Linked DNA regions of Acanthopagrus latus: region 2 is linked to region 1. The links are chromatin contacts, called in public Hi-C maps. All regions are on one chromosome and are shown on one strand. The core of a region is the stretch at or near the end of the contact, and the rest is flanking DNA. Distances in the headings are between cores, read along the strand shown. Region 1 holds the start of hsd17b3 (testosterone 17-beta-dehydrogenase 3). Region 2 holds the start of LOC119019843 (aminopeptidase O).

Region 1 (6,703 bases), core at 2,192-4,691:
TAGCCAGCTAAGTGTCGGGTGTTTTACATATGCGATGGCCTCTGCCGCTAGCTAGCTTAGTTGTCAAATGCTGACTGAGTGAAAGAGAAAGGTGGCTGCGACATAACCATCCTCTGACGTCCATACATGCTAAACGTTTAAAGCTTCATCTCTGGCAACAAAAACGAAACTCACGACGCAGCTAAGATTGATTTGACAGAAGCCGAGTTATCATCTGCCTGGCCCTTTTACAAAATACAGCTGTGTGCATTCACGGGCCTCTCCCTCTCTGTGTGACAGGATAGGGACGTTGTTAAGATACAGATTTTAACATCTTGGTTATCAGATCTGATAAGAGACGTGCTTCGAAGTGGGTTAGCTTGTTTTGAAAACGCAAAGGAGGACCAACACATGCTCAATGGTAAAGGGTCGGAGGGGAGCAGCAGCAGTAACATTACATTCACATGTTTGATCCCCAGGTGAGTTTTTTAGCTTGGGTTGCGTTAGTATCGCTCTCTGCCCGAGTCATCTGTTATGAAATTAAGATAACAGCCCATTCACCCGTGAAACGGGCGATACTGAGTCCCCCAAGCGTGCACACCCCAAACACCAAAGCTAACTTTGGGCTAGCCAGCGAGCTAAACTTATCCAGTACGGACCCAAGGGCCGACAACGTCCGTCATGCCAAATAACCTCTTCCTTCAGGCAGATGTCTCAAAACTGAAACCTCAAACCGGACTCACCTAAGAGACTGACGGCAGAAAAGCAGAGTATGTGCTTGTAACAGTGGCTGCTGAGGCTCCACCACTGGTAATGTAATGAGAGATGGAAACACACGCTTGTAGGAATGGCGCGAGCCACAAAGCAGGCGCGCGCTGATGACGTAGGAGGTTTGGCAGAATTCATCATCGTCATGAATGAACGCAGCCAGCTGCTGCTGCTGCTGCGGCAGATGTGCAGATGCGCTCCCTCATCTCACCAGCACTGTTTATACTTATTACAGTCAATTTATTTACATTTTACTGTCATCGTTGTTCTTATCATTGTTATTATATTACGTTTCATAAACTTTTTAAATAAGATTTGACGTGCAATATTACATTTTATTGTTCTCACGACTTAGTTTTATCTATTATTCTTTATCTTGTATTATTTTATCTATTCAGTTTATTGCAGTTGCTGTGCATTAGTCTTGATTGATTGATTGATTGATTGATTGATTGATTGATTGATTGATTGATTGATTGATTGATTGATTGATTGATTGATTGGTGTTGTTGGTGTTGTTGTTGTCTTTTGGAAAACATACAGCAATATAACTTCTCTATGTATTTGTATATCTGTATATATTTTTAGAAATAAATAAATACCTGTCCCATTTTTGATGACCTTAAATTCCTTGATTTCAAATTCCTAAATATATTTTGTTTGCGATTAAAATCACAGAAAATCTGAAAATCTGGAAGAACAAACATAATGAGAATCCTTACCTCTAACATCATGCATACACATCTTTCCTGTATATAGGTAGAATTGTGTTTTGCTCAAAACATTTTGCTCAAGTTTTGGTTAATTCAGCAAAATCAATACCTGAAAAATCTGAGCACTCAATCAAATTAATGCAAAAAACATGTGCAACTCAAGTATTGGCATCAATGCCTCTTGTTTATTGATTTGCAAAATAGCAATCCAAACAGGCATTATGAAAGTGAAAATGACAGAATGAGAAAAAGATAAGAAGATAAAATGATGAGCAAATTAATAGCATCTCGCAGTAGACAACATCATCATGTCAGCCATCTTTAAGCTTTGTGATAAGATAATGTTTGACCGCTCACGAGCAGACAGATTCCAGAGGTCACTTACAGACACACACTCTTTCCACTTTTCCAAATGCTGACAGCTAATGTCCAAAAGACACACAGCAGCATGAAAATCCAAACAGAGATGTGTCTCTGGCAACTTAACAAGACTGCAATTTTCACTTGTTTGAGCTATGATTCCATGGTTAGACAGGCTCTACAAGACACTCAGTTTTCTTCAACGGCCACTTAATTACTTTGGCTGTTTTCCAAAAAGGATACATCTCTCTCCCCATATCCTCTTCTCCACACACACCTTTTTACACTTTGATCGCACCATCATACTGGTCACATTGAATATAGTGAATTATGGTTCATAGCATGCAAGATCTTCTTACTTATCATGCCCCCACCAGAGTGAGAAATCGCTGTTTTTTTGTTTTGTTTTTTTTGCATTTATGAACACATCAGTATTCTATGCCATCAATAGAATACTGACTATTTTGATGGCATGCGTTTTTGTTTGTAAAAAAAAAAAAGAAAGAAAGAAAAAAGAAAAGAGACAATTCCAGTTAAAATGTTTCACACCCTGCTCAACTTCAGTGTGGTTTATTTTGCAGTCACCACACATACAGTGCATCACTCAGGGAAGCATTTGAGGAAGTGCAAATATTTGGGGCAAATAGCTTTTGTATTTGCACAGAACCCAATTGAAGGTACAGTGGGTGGGCAGAGGATCAGCTTTGGTGGGAAGACCGGTTCAGTAAAGTAATCCGGATGGTTTCATTTACCTGCCACTAGCGTATTGACTCAAGACTCTTTTTTCGCTCTATATTTTTTAATACCATTCTTTAATAATGCATGCTCAAGTCTCGGTCTTCATTACTTCTGTTTGTATCAGTGAATGACTCGTTCTGTGGTTCAGTGGGTTTTTGGGCTACTGATCAGTTTCCTGGACGAACAGTCTGTCACTGAGCTGTAGCTCACACTAAAATTCTCAGCTCGTGGTGATGTTATCATGGACCCCAAAGCTTTTCATGGCACGTCCTGCCTGACTCTGGCTCTGATTGGTCGTCTTTGTTGGTTGGTGTAAGAATATTAGGGTAAGCCAATCAGAAGCAGAGCAAGGTGGATATTTGTTTTGTTTTTTCGCGGCATTGCGAAGGCATGACCTGCCCCACCAGCCCCACTCCTCATGCCTAAACATAACAAACCCAAGGCTAAGAGATCTAGCCAGGCAGAGGCAGAGGAGGGCATTTTACGACTGACTTCTCACTGTTAGACGAGATAAGATTGCACTTGTGTATTGTTCTGTTGTGACTCTCTCTTTGAAGCCATATGTTCATACTGCTGGAGCAGCTTCTCATAAATTATCATCAGCATGATGTATGAATGAATGAACAGTGTGTGAGTGTGTGAGAGAGCCCACCATTGCTGTAAATTACTTGGCCTCTGTGTTTAATTAGTTTGACTTTTGTTTAATTTTGGGCTCCTATTTATGAGATATCTGGCAGAGGCCTATGACTGCTCCTGCTCCTGCTCCTGTTTCTGCTCCTGTGTGTGTGTGTGTGTGTGTTTCTGCAATGGGAGTGGCTATTCTCTCTTTCTGTCATTCTTTTGACTTGCTGAATTAAGATCTGTCCCTCAGAGCAGACAGAATCACACAGAGAGGCTGACAGCTGGAGTTTGCTGTTGTCCCGGGCAAGCATGGATCTCATGGATTTGTTTTTCATCTCTCTTGGCTCTGCGGTCGCTCTCTACTATGGAGTGAAACTGCTGCTTTTCAGTAGGATGCTTTTCCCAAAACTGTGGTTTCCAATTTCAGAGTCCTTTTTCACCTCTATGGGAGAGTGGGCAGGTGAGCGGGCATTTGTGTGTGTGTGTGTGTGTGTGTGTGTGTGTGTGTGTGTGTGTGTGTGTGTGTGTGTGTGTGGGTGTGTGTGTGTGTACGTGTGTGTGTGTGCATATATTGTTATGTATGTCAGACCCGCAGTTGGCTAATAAATGCAAGGAATTTGATAGATGGCTCAATTAAGATATAACAAGTGACAACATGCCTTTGTGATAAAACACAATTGATATGTTGTGTGTCGGCTTATCAGAATGTGCCTGTGCATGCAAAAATCTGCAAATACTTGACTTGTCTGAGCTGGCAGATGAGACAAGATAACACTTTTCACTGTTAGACGGGATAAGATTGTGCCTGTGTGCTGTTTTGTTGCTACTCTTGAAGCCATATGTTCATTTTGTTGGAGCAGCTTTTTATATTTCATCACCAATGTTACGCATGAATTAACAAAACATACGGAAGCTCAAATGATTTATTCTACTCGAATATGACACAACATCCAGTCTGAGTTGTCTGCAAAATGCTCACTACCTATGTGGTTATAGTTTAAGGATTGTACTTGAATGACAAGGGAGGCAAACTGGTGTCACTGGTCAGTATGATCTGGCCCATCCTCCGAAAACATTTGCCATCTAGTGCCTTTCGGGAAGGGTTGACAGAAGGAGTAATCGATGAAATGAAAGGAACAACTGCCTTCTCTAGAGCTCTTGCAGACAATCATATGAACTAGAGGACAGTGTCAGTTTTTTAATCTCAATACAACTGGGGGCACACAGGCAGCTCTGGCTCGCCCCTCAGACTGTCTCCCAGAAATTACGCAACATTCCTCTGCAGGTCCCAGAGCAGTCTTAAATAACTTGCAAGCATCTTGGCATCTCCTGAAGAGGTTATTCATTCTCCCAGAGCGCTAACAGAAGCCTGATTAAAAAGCCACAGAACTGGGCCGATCTGTCTTTTCTTTCCAGAGTCCACCTCCATTCCATTACAGCACAGGAATAACAGCCACCAGAACAGCATGTTCCAGGCTGCAGACACCCTGTCCCCTTGTGTCCATTTGCATTTGCAGAGTTTGCGTCTCCCCCAGAGTCTTTTCAATGTCAAGTGGCCACAGCACTACTACCACGGTCAATTCAGGACAATGCAAATGTGAAATGAAAGTTCACAGTGAGTGTATGAGTACAGATGTTTGCATCTTTGCCTTTGATTGAATAGAATGTGTATTTGAGGACAGTGCGTAGGTGCCTGTGTCAAGAATACATATTTAGAGGTAGTCTCTATAATGATTTTTAATGGATATTCCTAAATTTACCAAAGTCAAACATGAAACAGGTGTCATTTGAACCATATATAGATATGTACTGTGTAGATACACCCATCAGTAGCAACACTACACTATTTGAATCTACAAAAGAAATAGTATGGATTAATAGCAGCAGAGTGAAGCGGCAGCCACCTTCCAGCTCTCTTCCTAAATGACACTTAGGGGAATTTTTGCTGGTTCAGGAGGAATATGTAATATATTATGTGTTGCCATTGGACCTCCTCCAGTTGGACATGCTTCTTGATCAAGGTTAAGAAGAAGCATTACTCTCCTTACTCAACCCTGTCCTCTTTCTGAAAGTCTGACATCCTCATTCTGACCATAATAGTGAGCCATCTACAAACATTACCCAGAGATATTTGAGCTCCCTCACATATAACAGTATTGGCTATAACATTCTGCACCAGAGTAATTATTACTTAGTAGCTCATATCAGAAAATGTTAGTAAATGTCTGCGATTTTGTTGTTCCTATCTTTACATGTGCAACATGTAATGCTTCACTGTCTGTCTTGGGAGAGAGATCCCTCCTCTGTGGCTCTTCCTGAGGTCACTTTCATTTTTTTCCTCCTGTTAAAAGGGTCTTTTAACGTTTTATGGTGAGTGGTTCTTCCTTATTTGGATTGAGGGTCTAATGAGAGACATTCACTGTACAGATTGTAAAGTTCGGCATTTGGTTGTGATTTTGGGCTGTGTAAATGAGATCAATTTAATCTGACTTGACATACAAAACAAATGCTTCATATATTTATTATATTTTGACAGTTAATCCAGAATAATTTAGTAAAACCATGTATGAATATTCAGATATGGGTCAAAAATAGTCAATAATCAAACATTCAGCTTGGTATAATCTGAAAATGTAAACATGAAACAATATTATCATAAAACTGATTTAACTGGGACTAAGTATTGAGCCTTGCGGGACCCCACATTACACTCACCAATGACTACATTGTGGGGGAGTGAAATAAATCACAAAACAGAAACATTGTTCACTAACTATTCCCAGTACTCCAGTGCTTATTTGCAGCTGTTTGGCAAACAACCCTTCAATATTTTTTGGGGAATAAAGAAGTAGCTCAGGACACTCTCATTATGGAGGAATGTTGGCTCAAGGCAAGTGTTTCTACAAGAGAGGACGAATACACACACACTTAATGTTATGGTCAAGTAACAGATCACTTACACCAACAGGTAGTGATATCCAGCCATCAACAGTGACAGAAAATTTGCAATTTTGTCAAGTCCATCAAAAATGTCTCCTAAGATCCTCCTTAGTTTTCTCAGATTTTCCCGGGACATAAGGAATACCAAGGTTGTTACTTTTTTCTGTCTCTTCCTCTCCGTCTGCTCTCGATATTTGAGAGGTTTTGACAAAGGTCCAGTTTGGGTAGCCACAGGTTTTATGTGCTCCTTTGATTTGCCTCTGTTTCTTCTCCTTCCCCCTCTGCCTTTGTGAGCACAGTCTCAGCCCGATGGTTTAGGGTTCTGATGACCCCCAGCTTGTGCTCCAGTGGGTGGTGAGATTCGAACAGCAAGTATGCATCTGTGTGTTATCTCACGATATAGCACTCAGAATTACTGTAAACTAGGTGACTGAGAGATAATGACATTCTGTTGGTCTGTTGATGTGAACGCACAAGACAGCATGAAAACAATTTCTAAAAGGTTTTGTAGCCTCGAGTCATCCAACACTATTGTCATTTGGCAAAATACAACAGCGGGTGCACAATCTTTGTGAGGAGCATTC
Region 2 (6,703 bases), core at 2,886-5,385, 240 kb after region 1:
TTCTGCTGGGCAGTGTACTATTGTGCAAGCTCTAATGTACTTGTCATAAAACCTGATTAAGTGCTGCACCCTATCCATCACCCAAACCTCACCTACACCATTTTTGGTATGGCGAAAGGAAAGTTTCACCATGGAATGCTGAAGGGCCAGACGTGGGTTAATAACAGTCTGGAGAAGAAAAGAACACAGGAAAAATAATAAAATACCTGCCAGTCTGGAATGGAGTGCCCTTTACTACGTCCCCGGTGGAGCTTCCAAGTCCAAGCTCAGCCTCAGTCCGTTCCCCAGGTCCAGCCCCAGGTTTGGCTGTCCTACCAAGATCCGTCCTGTCCCTCACCCCTTCCTCCAGTTCTGGGGGAATTTCTGCTGTCACTTGGCGCCAGTGGCCCACTGCCAAGGTGAATGTGGAGGCTGGCATGGGCATAGTGACGTAGTAATTCCACATTAAATAAGCTACTGAGAGTAAAGGAAGGGGGGGACAGAAAGGACAAAAATGTCAAAGGTAAGAACTCGGCCCCTTGATAGACTTTTGGGTACACCTTATACAAGCCGGTCTCAGACTCTGATGTTGTTGCTTTTGAAAAGGCCAGATCTGTATTCTGCCACATCCTGGCTGACTGATTTAACGTCTTCCTTGTTAGAAAAGGTGAAATATTCCTCAAGAGGTTCATCTGCCAATAGATGATTTCTGCAAGAGATGATGGCCTATTATCTCAAATGTAAATACTCTCTCCTCTCTGGACCCCATCTGAATTCTCAATGCATCCATTCTTTGAAGCACCTTGAACATCCCTCCCTATTTTACTTCATTTAATTTACTTATAAATGTGTCTTGACTTGACTTACCCTCTATGAGTGTGTGTGTTTTATTTTTTCTATTCAGAGTTTAGTATCGATTCATTTTCTTCTTTCTCTGGCTACATTTCCATCTCTGGCTCTAGTCTGGGTTAAGCTGAGGGATTCATGGTGTTGACATGCTATTTTATTTTTCTGTTTTAACACACCAAAAAAGGGTAACGTGTTTTTCCTACACAGATTTGTACCTTGTATCTGAAATGTGTAACAGTTTCCAATAAAGTTTAGTTAAGATAACAAAGAGAGAACTGAGACAAATTAAGAAAGGGTTCAACCAAGTCCCATAAATGCATCTGTTTCATGCTATTTTAACGGAAACAGCTGTGCAAGAAGCTCGGCCAAATGCAGTTAACAATTGGTTAAGTAAACAAGCCTAAATAGATTTATAACCAAGCATTTCATGCCAACTCAATACTTGATATTACAGACAGATTTGCTCAAGAAGTATCTCGGTCCAATACTCAGCCCCACATACAATTCAGTAAAATGCACTTGAATTATTGAATGAACAGTCAACAAACAAAAAGAAGCATTTTCTTAACAAGGGTGTAAAGATGAAAGGTGTCGTGTGCCAGTATGCTTACGTGTGTGCCCGTCCTCAAAAGGTACAGCCTGCTCCTCCCCACTCATCAAAACCACACACTCACTGGGGGCCCGTACTGTCGCCTGCCATGTTGACATGGCAACAGGCGGCTCCTGGCAGGGGAAGAGGGCTCGATTGTTGATGGGAGAGCCGGCAGTGTAAACACACACCCTGGAAGGGTAAACAATGGTAAACTATAAACAACCCCTCATTTCAATACTCAAAGGATTCACCAAGTGCACACGCACACACACTATGAGCATCCACACACAGAGCAGACTACACCAGCCTAAGGCATGTTTGTGTGAATTAATGAATGAGAATTATTCTATTCTTACATGGCAAGCTCAGAATATTACACTGTAATTCGAGGAGCAGAAATCTGAGCAGATGTTCTGCCAGTTGCCAGTTTTAAAATCTCTAAAAAGGAATCTAGTCGTACTATGAAACCACTGTTCTATGGAATGATGATTCTGATCCATTTGCTCCTGAGACAAACCTGTTGTCCTGGTCTTTGGTCCATCTCACAGAGCCTCCTGTTGGCCTCGTCTCATAGCAGATCCTGAGGACGCGAGGAAACTCCAGAGGTGACGCGACCCCTTTCTTCCTCACCTGCAAACTCCATCGGTCTCTATAAAAATGCAGTGAGCTGCCATCTTGAGCACCAGGGGCCTGACTACACGATGAAAAGAGCTGGTGCTTCTGCCTCCATCGACTAGAGGCCATAGAGATAAGGTTCTGAGTAAATGCTGCTTGTAAGTTCACTGAACCTGCCTCTGACCTTTCTGGTGAGAGGCCAGACGTGGCTGACACAGAGGTGACGTCCACCTCTTCGACCTTTGAAACATCAAGTTCACAACAGTCCAGCACCAAAGTGAAATCATCCTCACTGGTGGTTTCCCACAAATGCGAAGACTGAATATTTCCAGTTTCAGATGCAACTTCAGCTCTGTGTCTTTCTCCAGCTCCAAACATCTCCTCCATCCTTGTTGGGAGCCTTTTTGCACCCTTCTCCACTTTATCCTTATCCTCGAGTGTACCTCTGGCCCTTTCCTGAGACTGTCCAGCTTCTAAAGTCCCAGCTCCAGGTCCAACATCATCCTCAGCCTTACCTCCAGAGCAAGGCTCCAGGAACAGAATGACACTACCACTGATGACCTTTCTGCCAAAATGAACAGTCAAGTCGAGCACATAATGTCTGACAAGTATGTGGTTAGTATTGGCTCGGAGTGGAAGGTCATCCGTGTCAGGGTTCAGGTCCCCGTCTGGCTCCATGTCACACAAACAACATCAGAGGATGGCTACCCCTTGGAGACAAAACCAAAAATAGAGCTTTATTTATCTATGTTTTTTTTTTATTCCTCACAGGATAACCGAGTTTAAGACAAAACTATGAGATGATATTCTACAGCCTCCTGTGGGCTGAAGTACATATTTTTTCCTGCAAATAAAGTGTTGCTCGACTTTAACTCAGACTTAAGAGTCAAACTCCCTCTGTTGACACATGCCACGAATGTTTCCAAACAGGGAAACAGCTAAGTGATGCCATTTTGATTTGTGTTATGAGAGCAGTAATAGCAAAGCGCCTCAGCCCCAGCCAGCAACAGGGAGAGCTAAATGTCTGCAGTAGCCTACTTTGAATTAAAAGCTCTCCTGCAGTCCATGAGAGTTTGTGCCGTCACAATCCCTCCTTTTAGCCTGCTTGGGGCACGGAGGAGGCTTGGCAAGACAGAGGTGCAATTACCATTTACAGCAGGAAATCCTCAGAGGTTATTCAGTGCAGGAGTGCATTCATAAAAGTATGAGCCCCCCTAAAAACAGGGAGATATAACTTCAGTGATGAGAAGAGGCAGGAAAGCCATAACACCTTAAATTTACTGTAAGAGGTTGGATGAAAACATCCATCTCCCACCTATACGCCCTGAGGTGAGTAACACACACGTGTGACTATTTCCAGTCCATTTCTGCATATAGTTAGAATTCAACAACAAAAGAGTGGCTCAAGAAAGCTTTTAAATGGGTTACAAAGGGCTGAGGGGAATTAATGTAGAGATTAAACAGATAAAGGTCATTAACTTACTGAAAGATCCCAGTGACAGGTCAGGGCGCATACTGTGTCCTTGCAGGCAAAACAGGTAAGAGCTTGCCATGGACCAGAGAGAGGATCATACACACAGCAGCAGCTTAAGGTCAGACTTCATCTTTGTTTGACTTTTATTACAGGCTATGGGGCAAGAGCAGAAATTCACATAAACTTCCAAGTGATGTTTCACGCACACTGAAGTCGTGTGACAAGTCAGGACACATTAAAGACCACACAAACCGACGAGTCGCCTCCGGTTTTAAACGTTACGCTCGTGTAACGTTTGCTAACCGACCGTTAGTTTGTCGTGAGAGAGTTCGGGCTAACTTTTCCATCACAAGTCTGCTCTCTCTGTCATTTTTTCAAAACAACACGCACGAAACTAAAGCAGCGCTACGGCCAGAAATAAACCAGCTCCACTGAAGCTGACGGTGTGTTTAACGACAATGTCAGAAACAACTGTGTGTAATGTACACCGCCGGGTACGTCTGTGACCGCTAGCACTCGCTTGTTGTGAATGAAATCTCCCACCAACCTGCTGTATCCAGGCTGCATCCTGCTTGTCGACGTCGCGGGGTGATGACGTCATGCAGACGCGACAGCTGCAGATTGTAGTTTTTCTTCCGCCTGGTTCTTCCCGCCTTTTTTGTGTACTTTTGTTTATTTGTGTTCCCGGATTTATTGTGGTAAACATTCAACAGATTTGTTTGTATTGATGATTAAGTTTGGTCTGTATTTGTAACAGGGGGGGGAAGAAAAAAAAAAAACATTTCAAAAAATACATATTGTTTGATTAACACCCTGAGTTCAGCTGGGGGTATCAACAAAGTTTTTTGTTTGTTTGTTTGTTTGTTTGTTTGTTTTTTGTTTAAAAATAGATTAAAAAGTGTAACAATCAAATTTAAATCAGAAAACTGTAACCCTTAAATGTGGATAAAATATGTACAAATATTAATTTAATCACCAAGGAGGTTGTGTTCACCCGTGTCCTTTTCTTTGGTGCTTGGTTTGTCAACAGGATTACACAAAAACTACAGTACAGATTTGTACAAAACCTGAATGGAGGATGGGTTTCAGCCAGGAATGGAGCCTATCAACTTTTGGTGTCAATCCAGACAAAACAATGAATCAAGGAAGGTTTTGTCACTTTCTTTTACATTGTAAATAGGGTATTTTTCAATGTTTTCAGTAATTTCTCAAGGGATAATGCAAGGATGCAAAAATAAATAAATAAATAAATCTGGCCTACTCAAGTGGTATCTTTAAGCAGGTACAAAAGGAGACCTCGGGTTTGGGTATACGCTCTACTGAGTGCCATTCTAGTTAATTAATTACAAAGAATGAAGTGATGTAATAATAATGATAATAATAATAATAGATTTAACAGGTCTTTTAAAATGTAACCAGTTTAAGTCAAAGTTAAAAACAGTCATTAAACACAGCCACGACAAATGTGCATATATTAAGTTTTATTCAGGTGCTTCAACAGCATCGTTTGCATGATGAGTTAGAATTCAACATTTAATAAAACACAAGTATGAACATAAAAAATGATGGATAAAGAACCATGAACGCAGTCTCCAGTGGCTGAATGCCACTAAAATATCTTATAATAAGAACTCTCAGCAATATTTCTTGCATGTATTAAAAAAATAGGTATACATTTAATTTCTCACAATTAATACACACGCTGTATAACTTTCATCTTATTTAGCCACTTTCAAAACATTCAACAGTTCATAAATAAGAGATGTACCTGGAAACAGAGAGGATGTGAGTATTAATAATGTACTAAAAAAAATGTATACCCACTTTTGAAATGCCAAGCACATTTACATTACTGAAATACAGTACGAGCTGCAACAGAACACCAATGAATTGAGCTGTCTCATGGATGTCAAATAAAATCAGATTGTCACTGTTTAACACTGCAAAGCAGCAGTAAATGTCTCCTCTGGAATGTATTCTGAAATACGGAGTAAACATAATTCACACAGCAAAGCACCGCTGTGTGGAGTGACTTCTCAAAATATTGCATCTCTAGTTAAGTATCTCAGTCCCTAGGTATGCAAGGAATTAAATTTGGCACTGTGTGTATCGTCGATCTATTTACAAACAGGTACAGGAAACGACTGCAGACATACACAAATTGTTACAGTACACTCAGTCACTGAATCCTGCCTACAAGCTAATATCATCATTGCTATTATTTATTGTCTAAAAATACATTTCCGTAAAATAAAATGCAAAATATTTTTTTCATACCTTTGTAAACATGTTTGTAATTATCTGATGTGACACCTCGGCTATATTCAAAATGCGGATTTTAGACATAAGCCGTGTGTAATCTGTCGGTCTGCCTCCTGTGAAACTCACATCAAACTCAAGTTAGACTCTTTGATAGCTACGTGGCCAGGTGCTGCATGTCTAACAATAATGAGACAAGAATGGCCGTAAGAGTAAAAAAAAAAAAAAAAAAAAAAACTTAGAAAAATTGCGTCTATTTTTCCAGTGCACAAATCCATCCGTACTTTTGCTTCTCTAACTGGCACATGTCACGCACAGATGTCCGGAGTGGAATTTCAAAGGTCCTTTTCGCAACGAAGCAGACTTGTCTATGATCACAGAGTACAAAGTGACTTCAGTATGGCACCAAAATCTTCTACTCCGAAGAATATCTAAGTGAACACACATCCATTCACACATTTACATACACGCAGGACACTAGCAGTATTGGCACACGTATGGGCCCTGGGCCGGCAAGGGACCTCAGAGAGGAACTGCTTCTAAACCAACCCAGTGGAAATGTTTGCAGCATCATTAGGACTTGCAGTTATCTAAAAAAAAAAAAAAGAAAAATCCACAGAGCCGAAAGCATCTGAAGACTTTACAGTGAAATGCTCAATAAGCTACACTTCGCTTTAGATTCCTGCCTCCCTATTGCTATGTGCTCACTCTCCTTTCACCTCCTGTAACCAACAAACCGTGAAATCATAAAAGTGGACGTGCAGCAGACGTTTTTTAACACTGCTGGACTGTTCAGAAACTGTGAGTCGTCCATTGTAGACACAATGTGGTACTCCAGCGCAGGGAAATGCGGGATTATAACCAGGAGTTCCTCTCCTCATCCTCTCAGTTCCTCTCCTGGTTGTGTGACAGCCTCCTCTTCCTCTCCGTATAGC

The links. A called contact is a pair of places that touch in the nucleus more often than the background predicts.
Region 2: a contact with region 1 is called in a Hi-C map of muscle, with 2.5 times the contacts expected there. The contact joins the promoter of LOC119019843 here to the promoter of hsd17b3 in region 1. A contact is called at or near these places in 2 of 4 Hi-C or Micro-C datasets (both in muscle).

What each region holds. Positions count from the first base shown.
Region 1 is chr5:23,649,337-23,656,039 of fAcaLat1.1, forward strand. It overlaps hsd17b3 (testosterone 17-beta-dehydrogenase 3), which reads left to right and starts at 3,442. Exons shown (of 11, transcript XM_037099518.1): 1 at 3,442-3,639. The coding sequence starts at 3,489. It overlaps ipo11 (importin-11), which reads right to left and starts at 876. Exons shown (of 30, transcript XM_037098513.1): 1 at 723-876.
Region 2 is chr5:23,887,924-23,894,626 of fAcaLat1.1, forward strand. LOC119019843 (aminopeptidase O) reads right to left here and starts at 4,136. Exons shown (of 18, transcript XM_037098763.1): 1 at 4,057-4,136; 2 at 1,938-2,745; 3 at 1,440-1,609; 4 at 207-456. The coding sequence starts at 2,713. dock8 (dedicator of cytokinesis protein 8) reads right to left here. Exons shown (of 48, transcript XM_037098269.1): 48 at 4,974-6,703.